Linked DNA regions of Capsicum annuum: region 1 is linked to region 2. The links are chromatin contacts, called in public Hi-C maps. All regions are on one chromosome and are shown on one strand. Each heading gives the region's core, a stretch centred on a gene start, on an enhancer-like site or on the middle of the called end of the contact. The rest is flanking DNA. Distances are from core to core; before and after follow the strand shown. Region 1 has its middle 59 kb from the start of LOC107841532. Region 2 has its middle 81 kb from the start of LOC124887326.

Region 1 (6,929 bases), core at 167-2,666, 190 kb after region 2:
TTTTATAAATTAGTATATAACTCTATATATATACTTATATATATTGTAGTATATATATGTTGTAATATATGTTTTATTTAAAGTAGTATGTATAGTCGTATTTATCAAATGTTACATATATATGTGTAATTGTGTATGAGTATATATTTTTTAAACTCTAATGTAGTATATGCTATATATATAATGTATATATATTGTTTAACGTATTTAAAATGTATATAGGTGTGTATGTATAGTGTATATTGAATTTTTTTGATCGGGCTTGACCAGTTTTTTAACCGGATTTGACCGAATTTAGGCGGGTTAGACGGGGTTGGGTTAAATGGACCGGGTTAGAGTTGTTTTTAAAAATTTACTGTTTAACCCGAAACCGGCCCGCCCGCCCCACTTAACCCCAACCCGGCCCGGCCCACAAACCGATTAATTTTAATGGGCCGGTTCCGGGTTGACCCGATCCGGCCCACTTAACACCCTTAGATTAAATTAAAATGCCATTGAAAATTTAACGTAAGAATAAGTTTACTCTAAGCATCAAATTAGAGCTAGAATCTTCATCACTAGAAATAAAATCTACATAATTGAACTTCAAAGCTGGATCTTTTACAAATTGTACCACATTAATAATTAGATTCTTAAATTTATTGCATCAAGGAATGATATATAAAAATGTATTATATTTGGTCTGATTAATTATTGAAAATCAATTAAATTGATTTGATGATATTTGACTTAAGTTACACTGTGGTTAAAAATTTACATACATTTTAATAAAATTTAATTATAATTTACTTGCATTTGAATATTAATTATATAATGTTTAATTTAACATAGTATTCTAAGTTAACTTTTTAATGTACTTAGTGATTGAGCCTATTTAATGGATATTATTTCTTAAATCGAGTTGAGCCGAGCTAGCTCAATCGAGTCAAGCTTTGACCGAGTAGAGGTTGATCGAGCTTTGATCAAGTCGAGTCAGGCTAAACTTTAACAACTGAGTTGATACGAGTCAAGCTTTTTAGAAAAATGAGTTGAGTCGAGCTAAATACATGCGAGCTGAGCCGAGCTAGCTCGACGCTTTGCCCAGCTCTACTTCCAATAGGTCTAAATAGTGATCTAATACTTTAGTGGATATTTTGGAAAAATAACGAGGGCTCGTCAACAATTCAATCACTTAAGTAGTATATTAGTTCAATTGAAGATTTGAAGCTGCTCACGGTCAAATATGTGCATGGACGACCCCTTATAGATGATTTGACTGTTCCGGCCGGCAAGTATGTACCATGTTTTAGGTTTGATTTTGCATATTTAATTTGCATCTCGAGGGGTTCGTGTATGTTTTGGACACTAAAATGGATAAAATGAGGCACCAATTTTTTCTGATTCTAATGTCAGTGATTCACCCTTCGTGGTCGTGGGATGGGGTGCCATGGTCGCAAAGAAGAATGAAGGACAATGGGAAAAGAGACTTGGCTAGGCAAAGTTTTGCGGTCACGAGGAGCATTGGTCAAGATCACATAGGAAAAATGTGGCGGGCTCGTGATCACGAAGAAAGATGTTGACACCTAATTTTGACTTTCCTGTGTCAAACTCGAATTGTTATTTGACTAATCAAGTCTTTTAAATCTTTTTTAAATATTAAATTCATTTATATAATTATTTATATATTTAAATAATTAGTCATACATTTTATTTTTTTGACATATCTTAACTTCAAAATGTATGTGCATATTATTTATTGTCGTTATTAATTTCGCACATCGTACTTTAGTTAAACAACGTCTTATTTCAAAATATAACTATTCATAATTTTTTTTAATGAATTTTTGTTGGTCGGTTAGACCATTTTATTTAATAAAAGAGCCCAGTGGACAAAACAAGACCATGGTCCGACAAAACGGATCCAAAACAATAACCCGGCCCAAATTGGAAGCTGCAAGTTTCCTAATTTTGATTTTTATTGAAAAGGCTACTTGTAGAGTACTTAGTACTCTTCTTTGAAGTTTAACGTCGCCTTTATCGATGTTGATGGAGTGCTGCCGTTGGAGCTCCAAGCTTCGAATCTTCCTCCAATGGGTGGTGTATCGGTTGAATCCGAGGTTGTTGTTGATATTTTTCTGTCTATCAGCTTCTCACATTTTGTGTTTCTCCTTTAGATTCTTTTCTCTAGGTAGCTCAATTTACAACCCATGGTTCTTCTGTGAAAATGGTCTTTGACCAAGACCAGGTTCTCTCCAGTTTCTGTTCTGATTAGTATCTTTAATTCCTGAATGTTGACTTGAAGTTGTTGTTGTTGTTGTGTTATGTACATATGATCTGTATAAATTCTTCATTGTTGAACTACTCTGCGTGTTTTGATTCTCAGTTGAGGAATTTGGTATTTGTCCATGTTTATGCATTTCCTTATTTTCTCTGGTAGCTGTCGAAATTAATGTTATTCCTGATGACCTTTTGTTTCGATGCTCTCGTTTGCTAATGAATCGGCAACTATGTTCCCCTCTCTGAATGTATGTAAGATTGTAGCATTTTGATTCTGAATTAGCTTGCTTATCTCCTCCAGGATCTCTGCTATTTCCCAAGTGATTTTCCACAGCTTCAACATCATTTTCTTAAGACTTAAAAAATCTGTATCCAAGATGAAATCCCTGAGATTTTCATTATGGCAGTATTCCAAGGCCTTCGTAATAGCCATTGCTTCAGCTACAGTGTTAGTGCAAAACCCCTGACATTTTGTTCTAGCATATCTTAGATCTCCCTTGTCATCTCTTATATAAAAACCATAGGAGATTACCTCTACTTAACCCATCTGTTTTGCATTTCAGCTGTCCAATTTCTGGTTTTGACCACATTACTTTATGACAGTGAAGCTTAGGTGTGTGAGCTCTCATTATCTCATCTTATGACAGTGAAGCTTAGGTTTGTAAGCTCTCATTATCTCAACTACCTCCGTCCATGTCCATGTTTTCATTTTAATCCATGGGAATAAGTTTTTCAACATCTTTTTAATGACCTTTTGAACTTGTAACACCATTATGCAAAAGACATGGATCTCCCATGTTTGACACAACTTCTTTTCTTCCATAGTGTCCACATAATTATGGATGGTATGGCTCTAAAAATTTTTGCCAGTTTTGAACTTGAATCCTTAGTCCAACATGCCACAATTGCTTGCTGAAGCAGCATGTTCTCCATTTGAATACCTGCAAAATGAGCAAACTACCTCCAAAGCCTATTGTCTAAGGAGGTTGTTAGTAGAGCATGGGTCATTGTCTCTTCCTTTTTAACATCACAACACCAACATCTTGAAACCAACTGTATATTCATTCTCTTCAGGTTATCATCAGTTGGAATTCTTCCCATCCACACCCTCCAAAGGAAGAAATTATACTTAAAAGGCAGTCTTTTATTCCAAATGAAATCATAATTTTTTTTTTCTTTCCTTTTCCTAATTTTTTCCTAGGTAGATTTGACAGTAACTTGGCCATTTGTATTTCCCATCCACCATTAAACATCATTTTGAAAGCCTTCTATAGGGGGTTTCATTGTTTACAGAATAAGGTCCACCATTTCTTCAGAAATTACTGATATAAGTGATTGCCTATTCCAATCCCCATTTTTGATAAAACTTCTGATATCCACTTCCTCATATTAAAAAACCTCATCGTCCACATAATATAATGCTCTTTGTTTGGTCCAATTATCAGATCAAAAGCTTGAGTTGTCAGCTTTAATTTGCCACCATATATTGTGCTCTATCTCCTCTCTTACAGAAATTATTTTTCCACAGACATATGAGGCTCCAATTTCTTTAGCAATTAAAGGATGTAATTTTTTACAATACTTGTTCCACATGAAAGAGACCCATAAAGAGGAAGTTGAAGTACTGAAAATCCATCAAAGTTTGCCAAATAAGGCTTTTGACATATCATGTAATGATCTAAAACCAAGTCCTCCCTCGTTTTTTGGATAGCACATAGCCTCCCAGCTCACCTAGTAATTATTCTTTGAACGTGTAGCATTACCCCAAAAAAACTTTGCAAAAATCTTGTAGAGCTAATTGATGACACTGACAAGTGGATTCATAGCCGAAAGAGTGTAGATGGGTATGGATTGTAGTACATGAGTAATTAAAATGTATCTTCCCCCATAAGAAAGTAACCTATTCTGCCAAGAGTGAATCCTCTTTATCACTTTTTTGATCAAATCTTCTAAATGGCCTTTGTTCTTCATCCCATAGAAAATAGGACGGCCTAGGTGAATAAAAGGGAGTTTACCTTGCCTGATTTTCGTAATTCTTCTGATATTGCTACTCACAATGTTAGGAATTTTCTCATGAAAATATAGTAGACTCTTATCAAGGTTGATCATTTGTCCAAAAGCTTCCTCATAACTTCTCAAAACTCCCATCATCTTCATGATTGAATAAGTATGACCAGAGCAAAATAAAATAGTGTATCAGCATAAGACAGATGATTGATATCTGGGCTCTACTTTGGAATTCCATAACCTATAAAATTCATATCATTAAACAGTTCATTTAGATTTCTTGACAAAACTTCTACTAAAATGATAAATAAAGTTGGTAACAAAGGGTCACCCTGCTTTAAACCTCTTGAAGATTGAAAGAAGCCATAGGACTGTCCATTTATACGCACTGAATACCAATTGTTGATCACTAATCTTACTACCATATCTATCATTCTTTCTGAGAAATCAAATCTCCTCAAGACCACCACTAGAAATTTTCAGGAAACCTATCATAAGCCTTTGCCATATCCAGCTTCACTGCCACATTATGAAATTTGTTCATCCTATTTATATCTCTAATAATTTCCTGGGCTAGCAGAACATTTTCACTGATGTTTCTCCCCTTTACAAACTCAGATTGATTAATAAAAATTATATTAGGAAGCATTTCCACAATTCTCAAGTGAATAGCCTTAGAAATAATTTTGTTAACAAAAGTACAAAGTTTGATAGGTCTCAAATCACCATAAGTGGTTACCACCTCTTTCTTTGGAATTAAAACCAGATTCGTATGAGTGATATATCCGGGTAATTTACTTCCATAAAATAATGCTTTGATCATGTTAGTGATGTCTTCCTCAGTGATATTCCAGCAGCCCCTGAAAAAATTCTCTTGAGAATCCATCTGTTCTACTGTTACTCTCTCCATTTAAAAAGAAAACCACCTGTTTTACATTTTTTTTGTCTGGTAGCCTTTACATTTTATCATTCTGCTCATCTGTGATGGATTTGTTGATGAAATTTCAGATCTCATGTTGTTCAAAGCTCTGAGTTTCCTTAAATTTCTCTATGAACACACTCACTGCTTCCTCCCCAACATTCTGTGGAGTAGTTATCACATTTCCTTGTTTTGTTTGTATCTCAGCAATCTATAATTTTCTTCTCCTCCTTTTTACATATGAATGGAAAAATTTTGTGTTCCTTTCTGAATCTTTAAACCATTTCATTTCAGCCTTCTGTTTCGAAAACTCCTCCTCAATCTTCAACATTCTTTTTAAATCTGCTTCTGCTTTACTAAGTTCCTCTCTATTTTCTGGAGAGGGTTGAATTTTAAATTGATCTTCCTTGACTTTAATCACATCATCAAGCGTTGACACCTTCACAAAGATGTCTCCATAAGTCTCTTTACTCCAAACAACAAGAATAACTTTTTTTAATTTTTCATGCACCACTTGATAAGGAGATCCTGAGATATTACCCTGCCAAACCTCTTGAACTATTTTGTGAAAGTCTTTATGCTTGATTCAAAAGTTTAGGAACCTAAAAGATTTATTCAAATGCATTTGTAAAGTATTTTCAATAACATGAAGGGGTGCATGGTCTGATCCCTGCCTGATCAAATGATGAACTTCACAATGAGGTATGATTTTTATAAGCTAATTATTAGCAAAAATCCTATCCAACCTCTTAAAAATGCAATCCTCCTGAATTCTTTCATTCCACCAAGTATAAATACTTTCTTTAAATCTCAATTTATTTAATGCACAAGAAGTTATAAGTAAGAAAAATCAGCTATTTCCTGTTAGGTCACTGCAAGTCCACCCAGTTTTTCTGACTCATCTATGATAGTGTTAAAATCCTCTTCAACTAATCAGGGAATTCGTGTATTTACTGCTATTTCCTCCAAATCATCCTATAGCTTCAATCTATCCAGGCTACTACATCTAGTATACAAAACAGTTATTTTAAAGTTATCATTCCTTTCCCTCATCTTGTATTCCATTGTTAATTGTTGTAAAGAGTTTGTTGAGTTAAATTTTTCCCATTCACCATCCCTAAAAATCCAAATCTTAGTTGAGCTGTTAACTCGTGCATGAGCTAAACCCAAACTTCTTCTATAATCTTCTAGCTCTGATGGACTTTGAAAAGGCTCCATTAAAGCAATGTAAGAATAATGGTTCTTTTTGTGTAGGTCTATTAGTCTCTCAAGAGAACTTTGAGTTCTAACAAATCTAATGTTTCAATACAATACTTTATTAATCATTGATCATTGGAGATTTTAGAACCTGTCGTACTCCTTGTATTGATGTGGGATTTTGTTGTTGTGTTCTTGTAATCTTTCTTTCTTCTCCCTTTTAAATGCTCAATTTTCCTTGGAGATAATTCACCATTTTCTCCAGTTTAATCAATATTTACCTTCATGTCTGCATCCTCCTCTAAATCTTGTTTTTCCTGAATTTCTCTATGTGAAAGATGTTGTATTTTAGGAATATATCCTACCTTTTTGCTTCTGCTGCTCTATGGAGAATTAAATTTTATCAGTTGTCATTTATCCCCCCCCCCCCTCTCTCATCAGAGTTGCTAATATTTTTATTTGATTTAGTTGTGGACTGATTCAGCATCTCTCAATTAATTTTTTCTACTGAACTTTGAGATTCTTCTTATATGTCTCTCCATTTCTTGAC
Region 2 (6,012 bases), core at 3,015-5,514:
CATATACACATGTATACGTTAAATATATATTATTTTAGAAAATATATACACTATTTTAAATAAAACATATGCTACTTAATATAATAAATTAATAATAGTATAATACTTAATAGTAAATTAATAATATATTAAAACTAAGTTTTTAATTTAAACTAGAAATTCAATTTAAATCATTAAATGGAAAAAATTACAAAGTAAGGACTAAGGAATGAATGAATGTTGAATTTTATTTATTGTAAAATGATCCAAAATTTATAATTTATATGAATGAAAAATCTACAAATTTTGCATCATTTTCTCCAACTCATTCATGTTAATATTAACGGGAACGTGCATAGGATAGTCAAAGTCAATCGGGGCAAAACTATGCATTGGACTTGATTTTGCTGAGTTCTCCATTAAAGTCATAATTTCTTCAAGTCTCTGCTCGTCGTTCGGTCCCGCTTCCATTCCTTGATTTCTTTGTTCGGTTCTAATCCAATTTCTGAGGCAAACGAGAACAGTCATTGCATTGCTTCCCAATGAATGTCGGTTGTATCCAAGTTGTTGTCGTCCTTGACTAAAAGCGCTCTTCGATGCAACGGTTGACATTGAAACATTCAAGATATCTCTAGCTAATCTTGAAAGTACAGGATATTGTGTTTCATTACTCCTCCACCAATCCAACGCGTTGATCTGTCGTCTGTGATCCTCTAGCGGCGACCGAAGATAATACTTAAGCTCTTCCCGATAAGTTGATGTGTAAGCTCTCTCATCGACACTGTTCCAACAATTTAAATCATAAAAGTGATCAGAAAAACCACTATGTGCCGGCCTTTTAGAAGATGATGCCTACTCGGGAGGATGAGGAGTGACAGTTGGAGTGATATTTATAAGTACAGCTAAATCAACTAAATCAACATAGTGATTATATAATTTATCTATGTATTCATTCGCATCACCCATAGCCGTCCACAAATCAGGTTGTACTTGTTGAGAATCATTGTTAGTATTTATTTATAAATTAGCATAAATAATAGTACTAAAGTGGCACATAGGATTATATTTAATGCACGGATTAAGCATAGCACCAACTAAGTAAATAGGGGGAATCGAAAAAAATATTTTTTAAATTTAGCAAACATGGAATCAACAATATCTTTGTAACCTTCTTTATTTTTATACTCTTTGAGTAAAGCAGAAATATTGGCTATATATGTCAAAATATTACAAACAGTAGGATAATAAGCAGCGAAAAATTCAACCGTAGCTATATAAATTTTTTCCAAAAAACTTAACAAGATCATTAATTACAACCCAATCAGAATCATGTAACATGCAATCAGCAGAATCAGCAAACGAACCACAATATTGGTTAAAAGATAGTGTAATAGAAACTCTATATTTATAGCAAGTTTTTAAAAAATCATACGCAGCATCTCATCTAATTTCACATTCTTCAGGCATCAATATCGGTGCAGGTCTATTTTGTTAACATTTAAGTTTAAAGTCTCTAATTCTACTTCTGGGATTATTTCCTTAAATAAAATCAACGGCAAGCCGAATTTTTTCAATATAAAACTCAAAAAACTCAAGACCATCTCTTACAATTAAATTATATATATGACATGCACACTTAATATGAAAAATTTCAGGTAACGGCAGAGATAACTTAGATTTTAATTTTGTTATAACAGTCTTGTTGTTAGAAGCATTATCAAAAGCAATATATAAGATTTTATTTTCGATACCATAAAATTCTGCAACTTTAACAATCGAATCAACAGTAAAATCTCCAGTAAACAATCTTAATCATATAAAAAAGTAAGAATACATTTTTGCATAATAAAACTACTATCTATATAGTGACAAGTAATAGTTAAATAATCATTTTTATTTACAGTACGCCCAAGATCAGAAGTTAGGGACATTCTATATTGAATGTTTTTTTAACAATGTTGATAAATAAAAATAATATTGTGAATGAAGTCTAAAAATATCGGCCCGACAAGTACTTCTAGGAATACCATTAAACATAAGATTAAAAATTGCTTGAATATAATGAATAAAGACATCAGAAGAATGAAAACTAAAAGGCAAACAACCCACAACTACCATTTAAATTATTTCTTCCCGGTCTCTCAATTTATTATACTTCTTCATTACCTGACCGGTTGCTGGGTCCATTCTAGTTTGCGTTGGCCCACTAACATCCGCACCAGCTCGTGCAATATTTAACTCTCTTTCGTGAGCATCACCTATATGTCTCATTAACGTACCCGTACCCCCTTGCTTGCCTCCGCTTTTATGCTTATATATTTGTTGACTAATATTGCATTACACCTCAGTATCTGATATACGTTCAAAAAATTATCATGCAATACTAGTTGTTTTACGAGCTCTTGGGGCACGGGGAGGACGGAGAGAGAGATTAACCGATTCAAATCTAACGTTAGCATTTTTCTACTGTGGGTGTCTCACCAATATTTTCATCATCTTCGTCTATATTAACCGCATCTACTTTATTTTTTTTCTATACCGTAATTTTTCTGAGCTTCTACATAATTAATATCGTGGGCTCCTACACCTAAAGGTACGCTTACTTCTTCCTCAAAAGGTTGACTAAGCGGCGCCGAAGGCACACGGGTATATCTATTACTTGAAGTACCTCTACCGGTAGTAATTCACTTTTTACTACCACTACCACTTTCGGGACAAAAATTTTAACATCTTTAGTAACGAGGTTTCTTAATTTATTCATAATATAAATTAAACTAAAAAAATTCAAAATACACAAATGTAATAAAATTAAATATTCAACAATTAATACATTAAATAAAAATTAAACGTAAGAGATGGAACGACAATACCAAATTTTGGAAGTATCCGAAGGTTGCGACTTTAGAAACTTCCACTCGTACTTCGTAATCGCAAAATTAAAAAATTAAAGTGAGAACTTTAGCAAAATTAAACATATAGAATGTTTGAGAATTGATAATTGAGAGAGAACGAGAATTGAGAGAATGAAAAATTGTGTGGAAAATGATTTGAAAGTGTAGCATATTTATAGAATTTTTTTTAACCTTTTTGGGGTTAAAAAAAATTTTAAAAGTAAATTTTATTTTTTTTTAATAAAAAAGGCCAAACTAGCCGTTTGGATCCAAAAATGACTATATAGTCGTTGGACCAACAGCTAGTTTGGGCCCAACGGTTCAAAGCCCAATTCTTTTTTTAAAGAAAGTAAATCGGGCCGGTTAATCGATGAACCCGGACCGAGCTTGGTCCGGGTCGGATTAACCGAGCCCAACCAAAAAAATAAATCGGCCTGGTACCCGATATCCTACAATCCATGGGCTGATTGAGCTGGGTCAAATCAAACTGATTTTCTTAAATGGGCTGGTTTGGGCCGGGTCAACCCGACCCGTTTGACATGCTTTAATAAGTGAAAGCTTTGGTGGACGACAAATGGCATATATGGAAATTCATATAATTTATATCCCTGCATTTATTTTTTAGGTTTCCACGTGTCCTTATTGAAAAAGAGTGTGAAGTAGAAGTTGAAAAAGAGTATTTGGAAAAAAAAATTATTTGAATATGGATTTTACTTATATGTTTTTATATGAAGGAAAAGCATTATTTGTCTATACTTACAATTTACTTGCCATTTTGAAGTTGCCATTTTGAAGAGAAATTGTAGGTGTTTGTACAATATTCCATTGACATTGAAGAAAGAGTATGTGGAGTAACAAATGAAAAAGAGTATTTGGCGATAGACGAATTTCATTTGAAATATTTTGTCTTTGTCTGAATAAAAATCATAATGTTTTTTAAAGGCAAAATAGCTCGGTGCACCTCTGTATTTATTTTCGTTTGTAAAGTGGATACTTCTACGTAGTCATTTGTTATCAGAACCCCTCAACTCATTAAAATTCAATATTTTGAACCTTCTTATGCATTTATGACATTAAATTATTGAGTTGGCAAAACACATGTCTGAGTTGGTAAAACGCGTGTTTACACGCATTTTTTAAGCGCGTGGTATAATTTTTTTAATTTATTTATTTTTTTTAAAATAAAAAATAATTAAATGTTAAAAAAGAAAAAAGGTTTTAAAGTGCCCCAACCCATTTCCCCACCGTCCAGCACCCCCTCACCTCCTCGCCCCACTTCCGTCCAACACCTCCCACCCCCACTCCTCACCCCTCACCCCCGTCCAGTATTCCTCACCCCACCCCTACCCCCGTCCAGCACCCCCACCCTCAGCTCCCTCCCCAGCACCACCTACAGCCCTTTCCCCACCCCTTTCCTTCACACCGGCCACCCCACGCCCAATGCACCAGCCCTCACCCACCTACAACCCTTCCCAACCCCCTTCCTTCACAGCAGCCAACCCCCCACCCCCCAAATCGCACCTGCCCCCTCCCCAATTTCTCCGCTGTAGCCCTTCCCCCCAAACCAAAAAAACAGCTCACTTTTTATTTTATTTTAAAAATTTTTCTTTTCAATTCAAATCTTTTCATATTTTTTTTGAATTAAAATTTAAATTTGAAATCTTTTCATATATTTTTTTGGATTAAAATTTAAATTAATTCTTTTTTCCCATTCGGTGTTCGGTGCCCGCATTGAAGCCCCGACTAATTCGGATATAGCCCATTAAAGTGGCAGCGCTCCTAACAAAATTTTTTCCATTCCCAGGATCGAACTCTCGACCTCTGGTTAAGGGTGAAGCAGCTCCATCCACTGCTCCAAAACCCATGTTGGTCTAATTTGAATTGAAAGTAAGAGATAACGGATATTGAAAACTTAGTGAATTTCATGAATAAGCTTGAAAAAACTTAAAGTTTTTATGAATTTATTAAAGATATTCAATTTAAAAATCGAAAATTCATTATGTATATATATATATGAATTTATAGTTAAATATTTAAATTAGTTGGAAAGAAATTTTAATTACCTGAAATGAATTTGATGCTTAATTTGTGAGCAAAAATGAAAATGTGATTATTTCAATTTTTCTAGAATTTATAAAAAAAATATTTAATTAAATTTATTTTATACTTAATTTCTTATGTAGCATTTTAAAAATGACGTGAAATTTGATGTAATTTTAAAAATGATGTGGAGATGGTTGTGTTACACACATCGAAATAGAATTTAAAATATTAAATTTTATTAAATTGAGGGATTCAAATGACAAAGGGTTAATCAGAAGTATTCACTTCACAAATCAGATCAATTACAAAAAATCACCAAGCTATTTTGCCTTTTTTAAAAGTAGCTGTCTTTTCAACTCCAACTTAAATAATTTCCTCACAAAATAGATATCGCAATAGTACGTACCACATACATCAAAATATTTATTGCACACTTGAAATTCCCAAGCCCACTTATGAAGAAGGGAATGGCTTGTTTGACTAGTAGGTCATCGTTTTAGTGGAAAATCTAGAATAGTTGTCAACCAGTTAATGGATAAAAGTGGACATTAAAACAATGACACTTTCTTCTAATTAAGTTGTTCATGCACTAAAAAGTGTCACTATTAATACATATCTTTGACTATACTTTTAAGATAGTTTATGTCAATATCTCAATTTATTACACCTTCCGTGTTAAAATATATAGTTGATCCTTATCAATTTAATACCCCTTTAAAAAATATTTATTAATTATTTATTTTATCAAATTAATCTTATTAATTATATTTTAAAAATATAAATTTGAGTATATATACTTTGAATAGTCATTTAATGATGAAGGTACTAATGAAACAACATACTTCATGTACTCCAAAATAAATGAATTGTTGAAATATAACAAATCTCTTAAGAAAAATCTTTTAGGACATAAATTGTACGTTACTTCCCGCTATTATCCTTTTAATTATCTTAAATTTATTCTCCTAAAAAATGTAAAGTATTTAAGAACCTTATTAAATGAGATGGTAAAATTAAAAGAAATTTTCAACATGTCTCTTGAATAATCAATAATTCATTTATTTGGACACTTAAAAATAGTTCAACAATTCATTTAATT

The links. Hi-C and Micro-C count contacts between places; a contact is called where the count stands out from the background.
Region 1: a Hi-C map of leaf shows a contact between it and region 2, with 3 times the contacts expected there. The contact joins two enhancer-like sites. A contact is called at or near these places in 2 of 5 Hi-C or Micro-C datasets (both in leaf).

Annotation. Positions count from the first base shown.
Region 1 is chr9:57,780,890-57,787,818 of UCD10Xv1.1, forward strand. No RefSeq gene overlaps it. Among protein-coding and RNA genes, the nearest start is that of LOC107841532, 59 kb to the left of the region's middle. Within about 2 kb of position 1,417, at least 1 of the 5 cell types and tissues checked has an H3K27ac peak or open chromatin away from gene starts, as enhancers often do. A contact at or near this core is called in leaf, where this site is marked.
Region 2 is chr9:57,587,202-57,593,213 of UCD10Xv1.1, forward strand. No RefSeq gene overlaps it. Among protein-coding and RNA genes, the nearest start is that of LOC124887326, 81 kb to the left of the region's middle. Within about 2 kb of position 4,265, at least 5 of the 5 cell types and tissues checked have an H3K27ac peak or open chromatin away from gene starts, as enhancers often do. A contact at or near this core is called in leaf, where this site is marked.